Linked DNA regions of Mus musculus: all the other regions are linked to region 1. The links are chromatin contacts, called in public HiChIP or PLAC-seq maps. All regions are on one chromosome and are shown on one strand. The core of a region is the stretch at or near the end of the contact, and the rest is flanking DNA. Distances in the headings are between cores, read along the strand shown. Region 1 holds the start of Mrps24 (mitochondrial ribosomal protein S24). Region 2 has its middle 25 kb from the start of Emid1. Region 3 holds the start of Gas2l1 (growth arrest-specific 2 like 1).

What was found. HiChIP or PLAC-seq counts read pairs in DNA pulled down with a chosen protein or histone mark.
Region 2: a contact with region 1 is called in an H3K4me3 HiChIP or PLAC-seq map of bone marrow-derived macrophages, with 16 times the contacts expected there. The contact joins the enhancer-like site here to the promoter of Mrps24 in region 1. A contact is called at or near these places in 4 of 39 promoter capture datasets (embryonic stem cells, hippocampal neurons and liver), 2 of 484 Hi-C or Micro-C datasets (embryonic fibroblasts and embryonic stem cells), 11 of 115 datasets of contacts at active chromatin or transcription factors (bone marrow-derived macrophages, double positive thymocytes, embryonic stem cells and 5 more) and 2 of 9 other capture datasets (adipose tissue and embryonic stem cells).
Region 3: an H3K27ac HiChIP or PLAC-seq map of extraembryonic endoderm stem cells shows a contact between it and region 1, with 4 times the contacts expected there. The contact joins the promoter of Gas2l1 here to the promoter of Mrps24 in region 1. A contact is called at or near these places in 2 of 39 promoter capture datasets (the 3T3-L1 cell line and pre-B cells), 5 of 115 datasets of contacts at active chromatin or transcription factors (astrocytes, embryonic forebrain, embryonic stem cells and 2 more) and 1 of 9 other capture datasets (adipose tissue).

What each region holds. Positions count from the first base shown.
Region 1 is chr11:5,706,318-5,709,017 of GRCm38.p6, forward strand. It overlaps Mrps24 (mitochondrial ribosomal protein S24), which reads right to left and starts at 1,384. Exons shown (of 4, transcript NM_026080.3): 1 at 1,307-1,384; 2 at 1,170-1,238; 3 at 981-1,092. The coding sequence starts at 1,345.
Region 2 is chr11:5,176,024-5,178,723 of GRCm38.p6, forward strand. No RefSeq gene overlaps it. Among named protein-coding and RNA genes, the nearest start is that of Emid1, 25 kb to the left of the region's middle. Within about 2 kb of position 1,343, at least 89 of the 459 cell types and tissues checked have an H3K27ac peak or open chromatin away from gene starts, as enhancers often do. A contact at or near this core is called in bone marrow-derived macrophages, double positive thymocytes, memory CD8 T cells and 2 more, where this site is marked.
Region 3 is chr11:5,063,902-5,066,601 of GRCm38.p6, forward strand. Gas2l1 (growth arrest-specific 2 like 1) reads right to left here and starts at 1,426. Exons shown (of 7, transcript NM_144560.3): 1 at 1,314-1,426; 2 at 936-1,193; 3 at 1-577. The coding sequence starts at 557.

The DNA of each region.
Region 1 (2,700 bases), core at 134-2,633:
ACACTGCCACACTCTCTTAAAGATGGTTCAGCAGGCAAGGGTGCTTGCTTGATCCCTGGGGCCCCATATGGTAGGAGAGGGCTGACTCAGACAAACTGAACACATCCATACATATACACACACAACATGCATACTGAAATGGAAATGAACAAGAAAAATACAAAATAGGAAGTAGGGGGAGAAAAAAAAAGCCTAAAAATACGGGTTCTGTGAGCCATGAAGACTGTAGCACATTCCTGCAGTTTTGTACTTGGGTGAACACCGCATTACATAGGGCACACTCTTCCAGGTCTAGGATCCTATGTAGACTTCACTACCGCATCGCCTCCGGGCTATTACACATCTGTAAATTATGGCTTGCCAAAAAAGCACTGTCAAACCTTGTTTGTAAGCATGCAAATACTGTTCTATGGAGGCTCAAATGAGACTTTAGCAAGAAATATTCAAATTCCTTTCAATATGCAAGAATTCCTTTCTTTCACCATCCTAATATGCCCATCACTCATATGTTCTGTTGTCGGTAACATGTACAGTGTGTGTGCAGGCTTGCTCCCTTGACAGACGCATGGAGAAGACCAGGGGTTAACAGCCAATGTTTTTCCTCTATCACTATTTGCTGCTCGTTTATTTTCTAGCAAAACAGCTGCTCTTCCAAGACTGGCTGGCCAGTGACCCCCAAGAACCAAATATCTCCTTCACCCTCACACCCCTTGAGCTGTGGCACCAAGTGCTCATTTAGGAGCTAGGCTGCACCCTCATGCTAGAGCGGCACAGCATTTAGCAATCTTTCCAGTCCCCTAACTAAATGTGACAGGGTCTCAGTAAGTAACCTTACCTGGCCTTAAACTCAAGATCGGCCTCCCGAGCGCGTTCGCCGTCACGCCCGGCCTCCCACCCAAAAGTTCGGCTCTTTGCCTTGAAGAGTACGTTCAAGAGTGACCCGTGCCACCAGGGTGGCAGTCCTTCCCAGGCGCCCTCACCTGTGTGCAGCGACAGCCAGCCCTTTCGGTGTGCGATGTAGTGCGGGGCGTGCGCCTCCTCGTAGCTCACCGGCTTGTTCCCCTTGGCCACGCGGACTCGCGCCGCCCGATTCTAGGAGCGAAGGTGCGGTCACGGGGAGACCCAGCCCAGCCGCCCTCGCGGCCCCCAGACCCGGCCGCCGCACTCACCTTGGCGCAGACCGCGGAGGTGTGCAGGGTGCGCCAGGCGCCAGGCAGCTCCCGGCTGCAGGCCAGCACCTGCGGAGAGGCGGGGAGTGAGCGGACACCGGATGGCGCCCCAGCCCTCCCGCCCGCGGCCCACTCACCCGCTGCCCTAGCCCGCGCACCGACGCGGACCACGCCATCTTGGGCCGGCGCGACCCGGGACGCGTCAGTGCGCAGCCGCAGGAAGGCGGGGCCTCAGAGCAGGAACTAACGGGAACACGGGCGGGGGCGGGGCGTGGCGAGGGAGAGGGCGTGGCGTGGGTCGGAGTGTGGGACGTCCTGCAATTTTCCTGATACTGTCAGCTAGTCCTTGGTCGGACCTGGTGTTGGGTTTTAAATGCGAAAATTTGGTGATATAAAACTGAGGTGTGGGGCTGGTGAGATGGCTCAGTGGGTTAGAGCACCCGACTGCTCTTCCGAAGGTCCAGAGTTCAAATCCCAGCAACCACATGGTGGCTCACAACCATCCCTAACGAGATCTGACTCCCTCTTCTGGAGTGTCTGAAGACAGCTACAATGTACTTACATATAATAAATAAATAAATCTTTAAAAAAAAAAAAAAAAAAAAAAAAAAAAAACAAAACTGAGGTGTAGCTGGACATGGTGGCGCACGCCTTTAATCCCCGCACTCGGGTGGCCGAGGCAGGTGGGTCTCTGAATTCCAGCCTAGTCCGGTCTACAAAGCGAGTTCCTGGAGAGTCTGAGTTACAGAGAGAAACCCGTTCTGGCAAAACAGAACAAACAAACAAAAGCCATGAAGTTTTTATCCTCATAGAGAGGTGGTAGAAACAGCTTCAATGTCCTCTAGAGAATTGAAGAGAAAACGCGCCGGCCCTCAGGCCCCGCTGTTCCGTGCTTGTGCTCCTACCTGAGACCGCGTACTCTCCAGGAATATCCAATATGACAGCGTCAGCCTCCTTTGGGCTGGGAATAGTCATTTGCCTTCATGCTGAGCAGATCCCAGAAAAGGGGTTGCTGGGTTGGCTCCTAATCATTTAAAGTAAAGAGGCAGTGTGTTGAGGGTCTATTTCTGCGGTGGAGCCACCCAAGGAAGAAAATTTTAAATGGCAAGGAAATTTATGAGGCTAGAGCAATGTCGTTGTAATTATTATTGAGTAATTATTAATGGCAAGGGGGGAATAGAATCGTGAAGAACTCACTCTACTAAAGAAAGCACATGGACTCTAGAGTCTGACTCTCATTATAACAAAATATTGAATGAAGGGATTTTTTGTTTTGCTTTGGTTTTTTGTTTTGGGGGACTGTTTTGTTTTGTTTGTTTTTGTTTTTGAGACAAGGGCTCTCTGTGTAACAAATTCTGGACTCAATTTATAGACCAGGCTGGCCTCAAAGTCACAAAGATCCACCTTTTCTGCCTCTGAAGTGCTGGGATGAGGGGTGTGCCACCACACCTGGCTGGGAACTCCTTCAAAGCATCCATGGGAGTGGACACTTACACTCTAATGTCAGTGCTTGGAAGGCAGAGGCAGATGG
Region 2 (2,700 bases), core at 93-2,592, 530 kb before region 1:
TTCCAGGGCTGAATCACATGGGAGTCAGGGCCAGCGCCCATGGGGAGCCCTCCAGCCACCTGTCACTGTGTTCAGAAACCCATACTTTCTGGGTTTTTGTGGTTTCTTGTTGTGGTTTGTGTGTCTGTCTGTCTGTCTGTCTGTCTGTCTGTATATCTGTCTGTCTTTCTGTCTCTGTCTCTGTGTGTCTGTGTGTGTCTTGTGTGTCTATGTTTCTGTATGTGTCTGTCTTTCTGACTTACTCTCTATGTGTCTGTCGTGTGTCTGTGTATATTGTGTATCTGTGTGTCTGTCTGTGTGTATCTGTCTATCTCTTTCTGTCTCTGTATGTCTGTGTGTCTGTCTCTGCCTGTCTGTCTGTCTGTCTGTGTAGGCCAGTGGTTGAAGTCAAGTGTCTCCCTTACCCACTCTGCACCTTAGTTTTTGAGCAGGGTCTCTCACTGAACTCAGAGGTACTGATTTGGCTAAGCTGGCTGGCCAGTGTTGTCCCAGCACTTAGACTGCAGGTACACGCCACCACACCTGGCTTTTTAACCTGGATGCTGGAGATCTGAACTCGGGTCCTCATGCTGTGTGGACCTAGGCACACACCCACTGAGTCGATTCTGTAGACTTGTATGCTGTTTTGTTGAGAAACAGAGCAGAATTCACCTCACAGGTCCCCGAGACCAGAAGGGCATAACTCAGTCCTGCCTCAAGTGAGGGGGTAGCTGTGACAGGCCGTCATGAGAACATGCTTTCAGTCTGAGGAGAAGGCAGCTCCACCTGGCACTCTGATGTCACCAGCTTCTTTTGTTCAAACAGCTGGGCTGTTTTGTCGGCCATACTTTCTGGGCAGTGCCTAAGACCAGCTGAGGTACGTTACTGCAGAGTTTTCAATGGCCGGGGCTTAAAATCTGGCTGCTGAGTCAAACTGGTGACAAAGACAGCAATTCCACTAGGAAATTCCACTGAGGCTGGAGGCCCGTGAGTTTACACTGGAATAGGCCTGGGACTCTTCGATGGTAGAGCACCCCAAGGCCCCAGGCTCAGGCTGAGCGCTGCAGAGTCTCTGAGTCTCTGAGTGTGCAGACTTCTAAGCACAGCATACTGGAGGCTGAGATAGAAGGTGGAGAGTTTGAGGCTACCTCACAAACAAACAAACAAACAAACAAACACGTGCTAGGGTAGAGCTCTTGCCTTGGCCCTGGCATGATCTCTAGTGTGGTTTAAAAAAAAAAAAACAACCCTAAAGAAGAGATTCTGGCTGCCAGCAGAGGCAGGAAGCAGGATGTGCGCATCACAGCCGCTTACCACAGCCTGAGGCAGGAAGGAAAGACTGACATAAAAACCCTTTGATCGTGGTCTCTTGATCTCTGAAAGGTTCATCTCATCACGGCTGAGAAAGGATGGGCGTCTATAACTTCTGTGTCGCCTAAGACTCACTGGATCCTCTAGAATATTCCCAACCGAGCCAATGGCCAACGCCCTGGGTAGGCTTCTGGTGAACTGAGCTAGGTGCCAGGTCAGGCGGGAGTCCTCCGCGCTCAGTGGCCTACAGCTGGTACAAGGAGACAGGTAACTTCCAGAAGGCCAGCCTGGCCAGGGTACATGGCCTCAGGCTCCACAAAGCAGAGGCCATTGTCTGTCCCAGTATTCCTTGCCATCAACACTATCATATATCCTATCATATCAGTCATATGATGTTCAGTAAATATTTATAGGTAAAATGAACCATGTAGGAGCTGGGAGATGGTTAAGAGCACTGGCTGCTCTTCCAGAGGACCCAGGTTCAGTTCCCAGCACTTACAGGGCAGCTCACAACTGCCTATAACTCCAGTTCCAGGGGATCTGACACCCTCAAACAGATATACATACAGGCAAAACACCAGTGCACAAAGAAGTAAATAAATAAATCATTAAAAAGGTCTTGGAGGGAGAAGTCTGAAAGGGTATGCTGGTACCGGGGACTATATGCACGTATGGTGGGTATACACATGTTTGGTGTGCACACAAATATCTATGTAGTATGTGCTAGACATAGATGGGCAAAGTGTTTAGCCTCAGCAGCAGAGTCTCTGGACTCAGGACTGACTATAATTTGTGGGCACCACAGTGCAAAATGAAAATATAGAGTCTCTTCTTGGAAAAATAATGAAGACTCTCAGGAGGCCAACAGCCAGAGCCAAATCAGGAGCACAGGACCCTGCAAACGCCATATACCTGGGACGGCCAGCCCTATGAGCTGCAGCCCCAAGTCCTCGCTCCCTAAGAGCTCCCGGTCCATAGGTTTGCATCCCCCCCTGCCCCCACTTCCCAGTTCCCTCTTTTTTTTTTTTTTTTTCTTTTTTATCTAGACAGGGTTTCTCTGTATAGCCCTGGCTGTCCTGGAACTCAGAAATCCGGCTGCCTCTGCCTCCGAGTGCTGGGATTAAAGGCGTGCGCCACCACGCCCCGGCCAGTCCCCTTTTTTTCTTGTAAAGCTAGGTTCCTGCCTGGCTGGTCTCAGGGTTAGCGAGCATCCCTCTGTCCCTTGCTGGGGCACTCACTGTCTGCTACTTTGTGTTGTGGTTGGAACAATGAGAATTTCTTCCCTGGGGAGATGTAAATCCCTTCCTCCCTCCCTCCCTCCTTTCCTTTCCTCCCTCCCTCCCTCTTCTAAGAACGCAATATCAAACTAGAGTTTGGTTTCATCAAGGCTCACACATGACCAGAGCATGA
Region 3 (2,700 bases), core at 176-2,675, 640 kb before region 1:
TCAGTGACATCCTCTTCAGCAGCAGGGACGCTGGAAACCTGAGGGGTAGCTCGAAGCTCCCGCTCGATCTCCTGCTCGAACTGTACCAGCCTCGGGGCAAGCAGGCCAAGGCGCGCCCCACGCCGGGCGACCTCCAGCAGGCAGAGCACCACACTCTTCTCGTTCTTGCGTAGCACCAGGTCCTCTGTCTCAAACATGAGCACTTCAGGCACGCCCAGCTCAGCCCGGCACCAGCCGATGAAAGAGGCCACGTTGTCTCGGGCCATGAAGGAGCCAGGCGCCACACTGTGTGCCTGGAAGGCCACACCTCGGGTTGGACGGGCAGCAGCCAGAGCCCGGGCAGCCTCGGTGACAGCGTTGGCATGTTGGCACAGGGTTGTGCCTGTGGCCAGCCCCGTGAGGAAGCCATCGCCACTGCCGGGGAGACCTAGACTGTACAAAGCATTGAGCCAATCGGCCAGGTCTTCCTTCATGGCTTCCACATAGGCCTCACTGGATCGGAAGGGTCGCACACTCTTGGCGGCAGAGCCTGCGATGCCCGCCACTGGGTTCGCCATGCCCAGAGCCAGTGGAGTCACTGTGGGGACATAGGTCAGGATTGCTGTGAAGACTCGAAAGGGTTCAGAATGGTCCACCTCTACCAGCCCGCCACTCAGGGGAGACGCTAAGTTTAAGAGCAAGCTGTGAACAAGCAAACGTAGCACCACATTGTTCTCACGGTGCCATGACCTGCTTTAAGGGACTCAGTAACATTTACACCATTGTAGTGTTTATGTTTGCTGTCTGGCTGGTCGGGAGAGGGTGGCTGGGGACAAGTTGGCACCCACGAGGAAGAAATGCCATTTAAAAACATGAAGACATGTGGGTAGGGAGGGACAGGAGAGGAGCCTCGCCCAGAACCACGGAGAGACTGTTTCCATTGCTCAGCCCATAACCTGCACGAAGTCCCGCCTTTCCCTTCTCCTCTCCGCTAAGGGCCGCGCCACAGGCTGAGCGGCGACCGCGTCTCCATTCTACAGATGAGGAAACTGAGGCGCAGTAAGGGCAGGCATTCGCCGAAGGTCGCAGAGCAGTGGGTGGAGGAATCGGGTCACCCAGGCAGGCCGGATTCCTGCTGCGAAAAGCCGCCCGAGCTGGTGCCTGAAAGGCCGGGACTCCGAACGGCCCCCGCGAGCCTCCGCAGTGCTCGAGGCCTGGTCCAGAGAGGGTGAGTGCCCAGTCAGGGTCACACAGCCCTGGGAAGCAGAGAGCCCGCACCGCCCGGCCCACCTCCAGGCACTCTGGCTAGGGCTCCTGGGGGTCCCCGCGCTCACCTGGCTCACCCCGCCGCCCCGGGGAGCATCGCCCCGGCGGGGCCGGAGCCGGGCCGCGCCGCCGCACACAGGCGTCGCCCGAGATCGCTGCTTCCAGGCGTCCGCTCTGCCCCGCCCCCCTGGAATTTGGATCCGGCCAGGAAGGGGCGGAGCTGCGCTCTTAAAGGGGCCGTGCCTTTCTCGGGCCTTAGGCCCTAAGGCATCACCCCCACCTCACCCCCCCTTTAACTCCGGGTCTGGGTCTTCCTAGGCGGGGTTCAGATCCTTTCAGCTGTCCTTCCCCCGTGACAGTGGCCTCCCCGGAAGCGATAGGGGCCGGGGACTGCAGAGTCACCTCCGTCCCGGGTGGACCTCTGCAAGTCAGATAACTGGGTGCTCTTCCTGCAGGACGGCCCAGGGATAGCTTAAGGTACAAGGACGATGAGGCTCAGGGATCGGAAGGTGGCTGCGGGTTAGGTTAAAAGAGGGGGTGTGGCAGGGGCAACTACACGCCTTAGGAGGAACCTGGAAGATCTAGGGAATCCTGCCCCCTACTGTCGCCCGAGAGAGGAGTGAGATGCTGGAGAGAGACTGGAAATCTTGTGGGGGTGTGTGGACTTAATTTTAACTCAGATCAAGGAAGGAGGCGACGGAGGAAGCTGAGAGTCATCTAGAGGGAAAGTTTTTCACACTGAGGAAGCCTATCTCAAAAAAAGGAAAGGAAGGAAGAAGGAAAGAAAAATGGGTAGGTTTGCAAGGCTGAAGTGGTGAAACATTAGGGCCTTGTGGACCATGCTTTTCAAAGGTCATGGAAGAGAGGTTTATTTGTTTGTTTTTTTTTAAAGATTTATTTATTATATGTAAGTTCACTGTAGCTGTCCTCAGATACTCCAGAAGAGGGCATCAGATTTTGTTACGGATGGTTGTGAGCCACCATGTGGTTGCTGGGATTTGAACTCCGGATCTTCGGAAGAGCAGTTGGTGCTCTTAACCACTGAGCCATCTCCCCAGCCCCCGGTTTATTTGTTAATTATTATTAAATTATTATTGTTGGAGTTTGTTGTGGTTTTGAGGCAGGATCTCACTATGTAGACCAGGCTGGCCTGGAACTCCCTATATAGACCAGGCTGGCCTCAAAAGTCATAGAGATCTGCCTGTCTCTGCCGCCTGAGTGCTGGGATTAAAGGAATGTTCCACCATGTCATTACTTTTACAGAGTTCTGCTATGTAGCCTGAGCTGGCTTTGAACTCATGGTGTGCTCTCTCTGTTGGGATCCCAGGCCTCTCTCTAAGGAGGAATTTAGGAGAGGCTGACGTAGCAGCCATAAGGGCTCCTGTAACTGCTGTTGTTGCAGCGTCAGGGTCAGGGTCAGGGAAGCCTCTGAGGGAGGCAAGTGGTTTAGGTTGA